Linked DNA regions of Sus scrofa: region 1 is linked to region 2. The links are chromatin contacts, called in public Hi-C maps. All regions are on one chromosome and are shown on one strand. The core of a region is the stretch at or near the end of the contact, and the rest is flanking DNA. Distances in the headings are between cores, read along the strand shown. Region 1 overlaps LOC102160872 (a long non-coding RNA gene). Region 2 has its middle 110 kb from the start of TRNAR-UCG.

Region 1 (4,919 bases), core at 2,115-4,614, 180 kb before region 2:
AATGAAAAAGACATTTGGATCTGTCTTATGATGATGCTTTGATGTGTAGCATTAGCCTAGTCATTGACAAAGAAGCTTTTGAAACTTGCTTCCGAAAGCCAGTGACTGAAGACTCCTTCAGCACAAAGAAGATGGAAAACTTTATAGAGTTATTGCCATTTTAGTGTCAAACACTATTTTATCACAGGAACATTCTAGTTTGCGAATATTTGGAGAAAGACAATGTCAAGTTACTTGATTTGACAAAATAGGGTTTTCTAAGCCATGCAGGATTAGACACTTATGAATAACACAATTATCCAGGGTTGCATCATGTACATACTTCCAAATGCTAAGAAATGCCATAGGGCTTAGTCCTCAGACTTCTTTGCCACCTACATTCACTACCTGAGTGATCTCAGCCTTGGGTCTATATATCATCCAAATGCTGACAGAAACCTAAAAATGTCTCAAGCTTGAACTTTTCCCTTGGATTCCAGATTTGTCTCTCCAACTGCCGACTCGACATCTCCATTTGCATGTCTAATAGGCAGCACACTTAACACATCCATCTTCAAATCCTCACCCCCTTCCCACTTTCTTTCCTTTCTTAAAACATGACAGTTCCATCCTTTGGTTCTTAAGCCCAAAAGCCTTAGAGTTATTCTTGTCTTTCTCTCACAACCTACATCTAATCCTTTGGCAAATCCCATCAGTTCTTCCTTTAAAATGATCCAGGATCTGGCTGCTTCTTAGACCCCTGCTCACCCTAATTGGTCACCCTGCTTCTACCTTTGCCCCCATTCAGCCCATTCTTAACACAGCATCCAAAGGGATCTGATTAAAGCAAAAACTGGGTCCTGCCACCCCCTGCTCACAACACAGCAATGGCTTTCTCTCACTTGGAATAAAAGCCCAAGTCCTTACAAATGGCCCATGGTACGATTTCAACTGCCTCACCTTTCTCTCTGTGCTTAACTGCTGCCATTCTGCCCTCTGCCTCACTCCGGCCAAGCTGACCTCTTTTTTGCAGGTGTCCATAGCTGCTGTGAATGCTTTTTTTCTTCAGATATCCACATGGATCACTAATCAGTTCTTTGGTCTTTGCACAACTACTAGCAGGGCTACCTTGACCTTCTCTGTATAAATTGTAGTCACCTATCCTGTGCTTTCAGAAAAGATTTTCCTTCTTCCTCATTGTATTGTTTCCTCTGCATCATTGCCACTTTACATGATGACACCAAACACTACACATTATTGTCTGTTACCATAGCACAACATGAGCCACATGCAGGCAAGCATCGTCTGTATCCTCAGCACCTAGAATTAGACCTGGTTCAGACTAGACATCACTATTTACTGGCTGGCTGGCTGGCTGGCGCTCTTTTTTCCCTGAGCCATTCTTTGCTTTTCCACTCACATTATAGGTATTCATCGGGAATTCTCTGAGCACCAAAAGCTCAAGAGGATCCAGTGTAGAGACTGGTGGTAGGATAGTTACACATTTTTGTCTTTAATTGCAAATCACAATTGTGTGAAATCTGATTTCCTGTAGGCATGACCTTATTTCTTTCAGCTTAGGCTTTATACACTGGTGATAATTTAAGCAGATACAGGGAGAAAAAAAAAACTAAGGTCATAATAGTCTGAATGAATTAGAATACTGAATTCAATGGAGATCTTATTTGAGATTAGTAAGAGCAATATTTCTGGCATGCAGGAGGCATGGACACACATGTGAGAAGTGAGTTAGTCAAAATAAGGAATAAACCATTGAGAACTGGGTTTTAGAATTTTCCAGATCTGACTCATCCTTAGACTCTGAAAAATGTTTCACAACACCCCATCATTAGCACATAGTGATGGCCTTAAAGTCTGTATATGCTTTTCTCCCTAGACAAGATTGTTTATAAACACTAGAATTGATTAATATCAAAAGACCCGCCCAAATAATGGAAAGGAATGCTACAGAGAGAAGCCAGAAGCCATGGACTCTGCAGCTCACATTCTTTTCTGAAGGCATCACTCTTTAGGAGAGCAACAAAGGCCCGCTTGCTGAATTAGGGATGGGGTGGCAATCAGAACTTCGAATTTCTTGGCATTTGCTAGTTTGAGGCTTAACCTTCTGAATACTTGAACATAATTACATGTGGTTTCTTAAAAGAGCCTCAAACAAAGCAAATCATTTAAGGAATGTCCTAAAAGACGTATCATTTAAAGAAAACTATGCTTTAGTCTCTCCAGACCTGAACATACCTTTAAAGAGACTTTTTCATGAATTGCTGGAATTTTCAACAACACAAAAAAGACGATAATCCTGTAAACTCAAATTTCTCCTGACTCATGGTATCCAAACTACCCCCAAATGTTCCTTCCAATAATTCTTTTAAACGCGTAATTTCAAAGCAAAAAAAAATCAGCTTTGAAAACATGCAACCAGACCTCATTTACCAGGGAACCTGAAAGAAAGCAGGCAGGGACCAGAGTGCAGCAGTGGTGAGCCTATTTTAGGGAAGATGTTTTAATAAAAGGAGATACGTAAGAGTACAGTACCTCAGTTAGGAAATCACTTGGAAAAGGGCTAATTTGGGTCTTTAGAAATGTATAGACTTTCTTTTCCAACCTGTGCCTCATCCTTAATATTAATATCTAATATTTATTGAGCACTAGGTCTAGGCAAACTACTTTACACAAATTACTTCACAAATTCTCATGGCAGCTCTTTTATTCCTCTTTTGCATGAGGAAAACAGAAAGTAGAAAGTTAATTGCCTGAGTTAGTGTGTGATTTGTGGTGCCAGTACATACTCTGGTCTGTATGACTGGAGTCTGCTTTTCCAGTCCTCCAAATCCTCTCTGGACCTGCTGCCTACTCCATCAGCAACATAATGGCATTGAGCTACTAATGGCATTTTTGTAGCCTTTTCCCTCCTGGGAGGGTCTGAGTGGAGTCCGTTCCATGAGGTTCCACTGCCTGAAAACTGTGGCCATCTCCAAGTGCATCTGTTTGCCTGCCTGTGCCTTTAACCTAATGATACCCAATGCACAGAACCCTGCTGCTCTTAACTGTTGGCCAGTGGACAGCTGTAATAAGTGGGGGTGGAGCCAGCATTTGTCAGAGGCCTAGATGGTTTGGTAACAGTGTTTCCAAGGATGAGATTAGATCCTTAAGGATTTATTCTAATACGTGGCCTCCCCAAAGCACAATCCTGTGGTTTCATATCTCTTTCCATGTCCCAGAGGTCATTCCTTCTCTACGTCTCTATTCTAATGCGTTGTGGCCCAAACGTATTATGGGCTGACTCTGGGGCTTAGAATAGTAGTGGAAGGTTAAATGGGTGAAGGCTGGCTGGTTTCCTGGCACAATGTTCCAAGGCATTGGCTGTGGCTCTATTTATAACTCGTACTCAACCGCAGCAGGGACGTTAGTGCTCACAACCTGTTATGTGTGGGCATGTTTGGGAGGGGGGGTGGTGATGGGCACCAGCACTATCCAGCTTGCAGTCATTTTTAAGGGACAAAGACTTCATGAAGTGTAGGTGTGCACAGAAAGCTTATCCTAAGCAGTAAGTTGGAAAGTGTTGGGTACCTGCCATGTGCTGGACATGGTGTAAGGTGATGGGGTAGAACTGTAAGCAGAGCAGACACAGGACCTGCTTCGGGGACTTCAGCCTATTGAGGGAGGTAAACAGGAAAGGAAATGATCCCTGTGGTTTGAGCGCTCATGGACAGGTGCCTGGGGTTCTGGGAGCCTAAATAGAGAAACTGAATATAATCAGGGATATTGGGGCAGGTTTCTTGAGAACTTAGGGACTGAGCTGAGATCCGAACAAAGATATGAACTAGACAAAGGCAATCTTTCCAGGCCAGACTCTGAAGCCGTGCAGCTGGACAGAGTACAGCCTGAACCTCTCTGACTACAGGAAGTAGGAATGCAGGAGAGAGTGGCCTTCTACCCCTGGTCCCACCCTCTAGGCCCACACCCTCTCCAGAGCTATCGTTTCCACCACTCTTCTCTCCCTTCTGAAGTTATGGTCACTGACTGGTAGTGAAGAATGGCCAACAGGAGGCTGGCAATTTAGCCAAACCAATTCTATTTCCTTCAGAAAAGCAGCTGCTGGCGGTTTCAAAGCTGTACCCCTACTCTTAGATAGCTTTGATTTGTTCCCGAGTGTCTCTCCAACTGGTTTCTGGAAGGGCCCCTTCTTTAAAGTCATGGTCTAGACGGAGAACCTGCTGATGGAAGCAGCTGCTGGGCCCCCGGTGTCCCTTGCTAGCTCATTCTGGCCTCCAACCCCACCTGCAGTCAGGACAGAGGCCATTGATGGCCTCTGGGAGAACTGAAGGGCTCCAGTGAGCGGGTCGGCCCCTCTCCCTGTGACACAGAGGGCAGCCAGGAGGCCTTAGACCCAGTTCTCTGGGGTGGTTCCATCTGAGACAGACTGCCCTTGATAGGGTGGGTGGCAAAAGTATCTCTAGCTTCAGGAAATTTTCAATCCAACTAAAGTAGAAGGAACTACCCCCAGAAACAAAATAGAAGCAGATAAGAAATGCAGTTCCTCCTCTCCATCTACCCCAGTTGGGCTATTGCTTCTCTTCAGGGGCCAGGGAGCAGTGGACACTCTCCCCTCATTCCCACGGCTCCAGAGGCACAAGGATTTAAGTCTGGTTGACAAAAGCAGTGCGATTAGGTGCTTCCTCGGGAATCCTTCTTTGAGCACTTAACAGCCAGTACGGTTTTATTTTCCAAGAATGTGATTCAGAAAGAAAGGCTGCAGTTCCCAGACCTCTACCCATGGCTCCTCTCACATCCGAGGCCTTCATTGCTTACGTGTAAATGTAGATCTCACAGCAGCAGGAGAAAGTGCATCTCAGAGGCAAGACTCAGACCCCACACCAAATGATTGAGCCCGCCTGGCATACATCACCTTCACCCTTATA
Region 2 (4,873 bases), core at 2,197-4,696:
TCCTCAGAACACATTTGGGGTCAGAAAGAGATAAATATGAGAAAGCATACATACAGGAAGCATGAGATTCTAGAACCATTTGACTCACTGTTACTGCAGATGAGAAAACTGAAGCTCAGAGAGAAGAAATAAATGCCTCAAGTATGAGTCTTCGTTATATTAATGGAACCTTGAGAAACTAATTCCCAATCTTGGGCTTTCCCCACATGAGCAGCATGAGTCACAGACTATTTCATCGATCACTGGTTCTAAAGGTTTTCCAGGACAGGACAGCAGAAGGGGGCTTTATGATGAGAAGTTTGTGAAGCAGGCTGAGTGTTATAAACTGCTCTCCAGCCAAGCCCCCCACTCTCCATTCCCACTTTTGCCTGGAGGCTCAACAGCACCCCACAGAATTTCAAAGGCTCTGAGAAGACATGCAGCAAGGAAAGATTTTAAGGTTACTTAAATCACATTTTCCAAGTTTGTACGACCACAGAATTGCTCTTATGTTCAATGACATTCTAGCAAGGAAAAGTTTTAAGGTTGTTTAAATCAGTGTTTCCAAGCTAACGAGATCACAGAATCTCTATTACAATGGCAATTCTATAGACCTTGTATTCCTCAGAGCACACTTTTAGAAATGCTATGCCCCAGCTCCCCTCAGTCTTTCTTTATGGGAAGTTGGCCTCACTGCCCGGGCAAAGAGGGAACTCAGAAATAAATACCTATTGCTCCTCCAGAAAAGCTCCTCTTCTGAGTGCCTAGAAGGGACTAACAGATTTTCCCCCTCTATTTTCATTCCAAATCCCTTAATCCTTTAGAAATACTGCCAGCTGGCCCCTTTCCTGCCCAAATGAAATCTAAATTTTACCGACCTTGTGGTTAGGCCATCTCCAAAGCATCTGACATGCTTTGCACCCAGCTTGGGTAGAGTGGTGGATGTAGTGTGTTCATTCCACAATCCCAGCCCAGAAAGATGGACCCTTCTAGTCAAGCACTACTTGGTTGTTTTTAACCAATGCTTCCTCTTCAAGCTACTGCATTTTCTGCACTATGGAACATTCCCTTAGCTTTAAATAAATTTCCAGAATCTTTATTGGCATTAACTATCATGGGGAAAAAAGTGGACAACCACCCCCATCCCCAAATGATGTCTTCCAAAAGCAGAGAACCAGAAGAGGCGCTCTAGGTGACGCAGTGCCAACTTCAAAATATACATCCTGAAGAACTGGCCTCTCCTAGACCCTCTCCATTGTGTTTTCAGGATTCCAGAAAGCATTTTTCTTTCTTTTGTTGAGAAGTACCAGATCAGGTAGGGCTCATTCATTCTTTTCAGCATCATCACTTCCCACACTAGAAAGCCCCCTGATGGGTCTCTATCAGGTTCAGCAGCCCCTTCCAGCCTCTGCTGTCTGGCCATCTTGAGCAGTTCTGAAGGGAATACATATTCAGACCTGAACACCATCATCAAGGGAGCCACTGAGTGTCTTAGAGAACTGTGTTCCTCCCTCAGAGAAACATCCCCAGGGTATGTCTGATACACCTGCAAAGGGAGATGGGATGGCAGCTGGGGGTGGGCACAGCCTGCACCTCTCAAAGGCCTCAGTGGATCCTCCCAGGGGAACCAAACTACAAAAGGTGAGCCGCAGCGTAGCTTGGGGAGGGTGTGGTGGCAGGCAGGGGCAGAGGGCAGGCGATTTCTCTCCCAAGCACTGTCTCCAAAAGTCTTTCCCTCCCCTAAATATTTTAAGGTAAGGTATAGATGTGCAGTTAATCAGATGCAAACCTTCGAGAACTGTGTGGTTAATTACCTCTGGACAGATTTGGGGACAAAGCAGCCGAGAAATGTGTAGCCTTTGTCATGTGCTTCCTCTCCCTTCAACCGCAGGCACAAGGGTGCAGACAGATTCCTCAAACAATAAAGCCTATGGAAGCCTCTGGGTGGAAAAGCCTGAAGGGTTTTTATGTTTTTGCCTGACCACTCAGCATGGAAATGTGTCTTTGGAGCTAAATGTGTCCTTGAGTCTATGTGAAGTAGCGAGACCTGAACCCCTAAAGATTTCAGGTTCATTTCTGATATCGATGAAAGTAGGTGGGGCCCGGAAACAATCTGGCAGCAAGATCTAGATAATCCTACCCTCCACTCTGGGCACCTGAGTGAGAAGGAAGAGACGGATAGATTAGAATAAAAAAGGAAGGGACACCAAGTGATCTACGAAGAAAGCACTTAGAGGAAAATTTGGCCATGACGCATCTAAGATTAGAGGGCAAGGTTAAAATGTCCATAAATATTTACATCATAAAAAAATTTTCTTCACACACAAGTACACACACACACTCCAACACCCCACAAATGGGGTTAAATGCCTTTTCTTTAAGGGGTTTAAGATAGGCTGGTGGAAGATTTATTGCACACCTGAAAGGCTTCTCTCAGGGGAACTGAGCCAGAAGTTTAGCTTGGGGTAGGCAGAGGGGAATTAGAGGGGTTATTTCTGTCTCAAACAACTAAAAGTGGCATTCTCTTTTGGGGCACAGTTATGATAGCAAGGAGGGCAGTGTGGGTGAGCTTTTATCATTTCTTATTCCTCTAATTGTATATTTTTGGTGCAGTATGACATGGAAGAAGCAATAACTTGAGACAATCAATTGTCCTTGCCATGTACCTTGAGGCCGTGGTCTGCTGGCTGCCATTGCTGCCACATGATGAAGCCAGAAAACATGATTGGAAAATCAGGCATTTGGTTGTTTCATTTGAGATTTTCCAAACACTATAAAAAGGACTTCTGGAAAATTTGCCATTTGGTCACCTTACAGCACAGTGACTGGATGCCTTTCTTGGTCATGGTTTTCAATTCCTCAGAAAGTCATGTAGCATTCACCCTTTTTCTCCCAAGGTACATGAACTCTCTGAACACAGAGGTTTGGTAAGAAAAGATGAGGCCTGCACGGTTGTCTAAACAGAAGTTATTCTCAGGCATGTCCCAAAGGCACGGGGGGAACCACTGACTGACAGGGTGAAATGAGATGATCCAACAGGTCAGAGAAGCCCTAAACCGAGTTCTTCAGCTCCCAACTGCTTGTTTTACTACCCACTCTCTGAGCAGTTGCCCAATAATATGATGTTTATATATCACAGGTAGTATATGTACATTCACACTGGGGGAAGTTAGAAAGCCTCTCAGTTGTGCTAGATGGCATTAGAATTATTGTACTTTACCCCTGCTTGTGTCCTTGCCCTTGGCAATGACTTTGCAGATCCTTCCCCTAGGAACAAAGTCTCTCCCCCCCACTCCCGCCACGAGTGGTTTAGGCTTGGCCTTGTGGGCAGAACGGACAGCGCGCCAATTCCAAAGCCTGAAGAGAGAGCACGTGTTTCCACTTGCTCCCTTGCCCTTCTGTCATCACCAGGAGAAGATATGCCCTGGTTAGGCTGCCGTCCAGGGACAGGGAAATGCGTAGAGCAGACCTGGACGCAGGCTGCAACATGAAGCCCCTGCCAGCCAGGCTGAGTTCTGCCTGGTTCATTTGACCCAGACACACAGCTTTAAGGAAAAGAGTGTTGTCCTAAGGTACCAAATTTTGGTGTGGTTGGTTACACCTCATTATTGTGGCAAAAGTTAAGGGCTACAAGGCTAGGGAGGAAATATATTTTTTTAAATACCCATAATATCATCCAGAGATAATATTTGGAGTGTTTCTTCCCTAGTATTTACTTATGTCTATGTATGTGTTTATGCTATGTATATGCTAACTTTTATAAAGCAATATATGTATAGTATATATTGCTTTGAAACTTGATTTTCCCACTTAATTGGCAATTTTTTACCAAATCACATTATACAACATATTTTCACGTATTTCAATAATCCTATAGTGTTCTGCAATATTGATGGAGCATACATACTTTAAAATTTTTGTTCCCAAATTTGAGTAGCTGAAGTTTACTGAAGTAGCATTGATTTACAACGTTGTGACAATTTCTGCTGTACAACAAAGTGATTCAGTTATACATATACACCCATCCATCCTTTAGATTCTTTTCCCATATAGGTTATCACAGAAATATTGGGGAGAGTTCCCTGTGCTATACAGCAGGTCCCAGTGGCCCATCTATTCCTTATACAATAGGGAGCATATGCCAATCCCAAACCCCTGACCCGTTCCTCTCCCCTCATCAGTCCCTTTTGGTAATTCTAAGTTTGTTTTCAAAGTCTGTGAGTCTGTTTCCTTCTGCAAATAAGTTCATTTGTATTTTTTTTTTAAGATTCTACATATTAAGTGACAGCATATTTGTCTGACTTAGTATGATAATTTCTAGGTCCATCCATATTGCTGCAAAGGGCATTATTTCAAGCCAAAACTATGTAGACTGAAATGTAAATACGTCTTTAACACATACCCTCCTCTCCCATAGATACCTCTCCACTCCCCAGAGATAATCCCTGTGTATAGTTTGTCTCTATCCAGATGCTTTGTCCATACTTTGAGTGCACGCACCAATACTCCTCCACATCATTTTAAAAATGAACGGCATTATAGTGATTTTACGGTCTGCAGCTTTTCTTTTTCACTCAACAGCTTCTCTGGAGATTATTCCATGGCAATGACGTAGGTTTGCCTCATGATGTTTCACTGCTAAATACCCCATGTACTGACCTACGCCATCATTAGTAGACATGTGAACTGTATCCAAGTTTTTGGCCTGCTCAGTGAACATCCTTCCTCATGCCTCTTTGAGTGCCTATGCATTCTCTCTCCAGGATCAGTACCTCAAGGGGAATTAGTATCAGTAGACTCTGTCAAAGTGCCCTACAAAAAGCTAATTTGCCTTCTTCCAGCACCCATGCCAGGGGACCCCTGAGCCCCAATACCAGCCAAGGCGTCTGCATTG

Evidence for each region. Hi-C and Micro-C count contacts between places; a contact is called where the count stands out from the background.
Region 1: a Hi-C map of heart right ventricle shows a contact between it and region 2, with 2.1 times the contacts expected there. The contact joins two enhancer-like sites. A contact is called at or near these places in 3 of 47 Hi-C or Micro-C datasets (embryonic fibroblasts and heart right ventricle).

What each region holds. Positions count from the first base shown.
Region 1 is chr2:83,319,561-83,324,479 of Sscrofa11.1, reverse strand. The region is part of intron 3 of LOC102160872 (a long non-coding RNA gene); the gene reads right to left. Among named protein-coding and RNA genes, the nearest start is that of TRNAR-UCG, 68 kb to the right of the region's middle. Within about 2 kb of position 3,364, at least 6 of the 83 cell types and tissues checked have an H3K27ac peak or open chromatin away from gene starts, as enhancers often do.
Region 2 is chr2:83,143,479-83,148,351 of Sscrofa11.1, reverse strand. No RefSeq gene overlaps it. Among named protein-coding and RNA genes, the nearest start is that of TRNAR-UCG, 110 kb to the left of the region's middle. Within about 2 kb of position 3,446, at least 1 of the 83 cell types and tissues checked has an H3K27ac peak or open chromatin away from gene starts, as enhancers often do.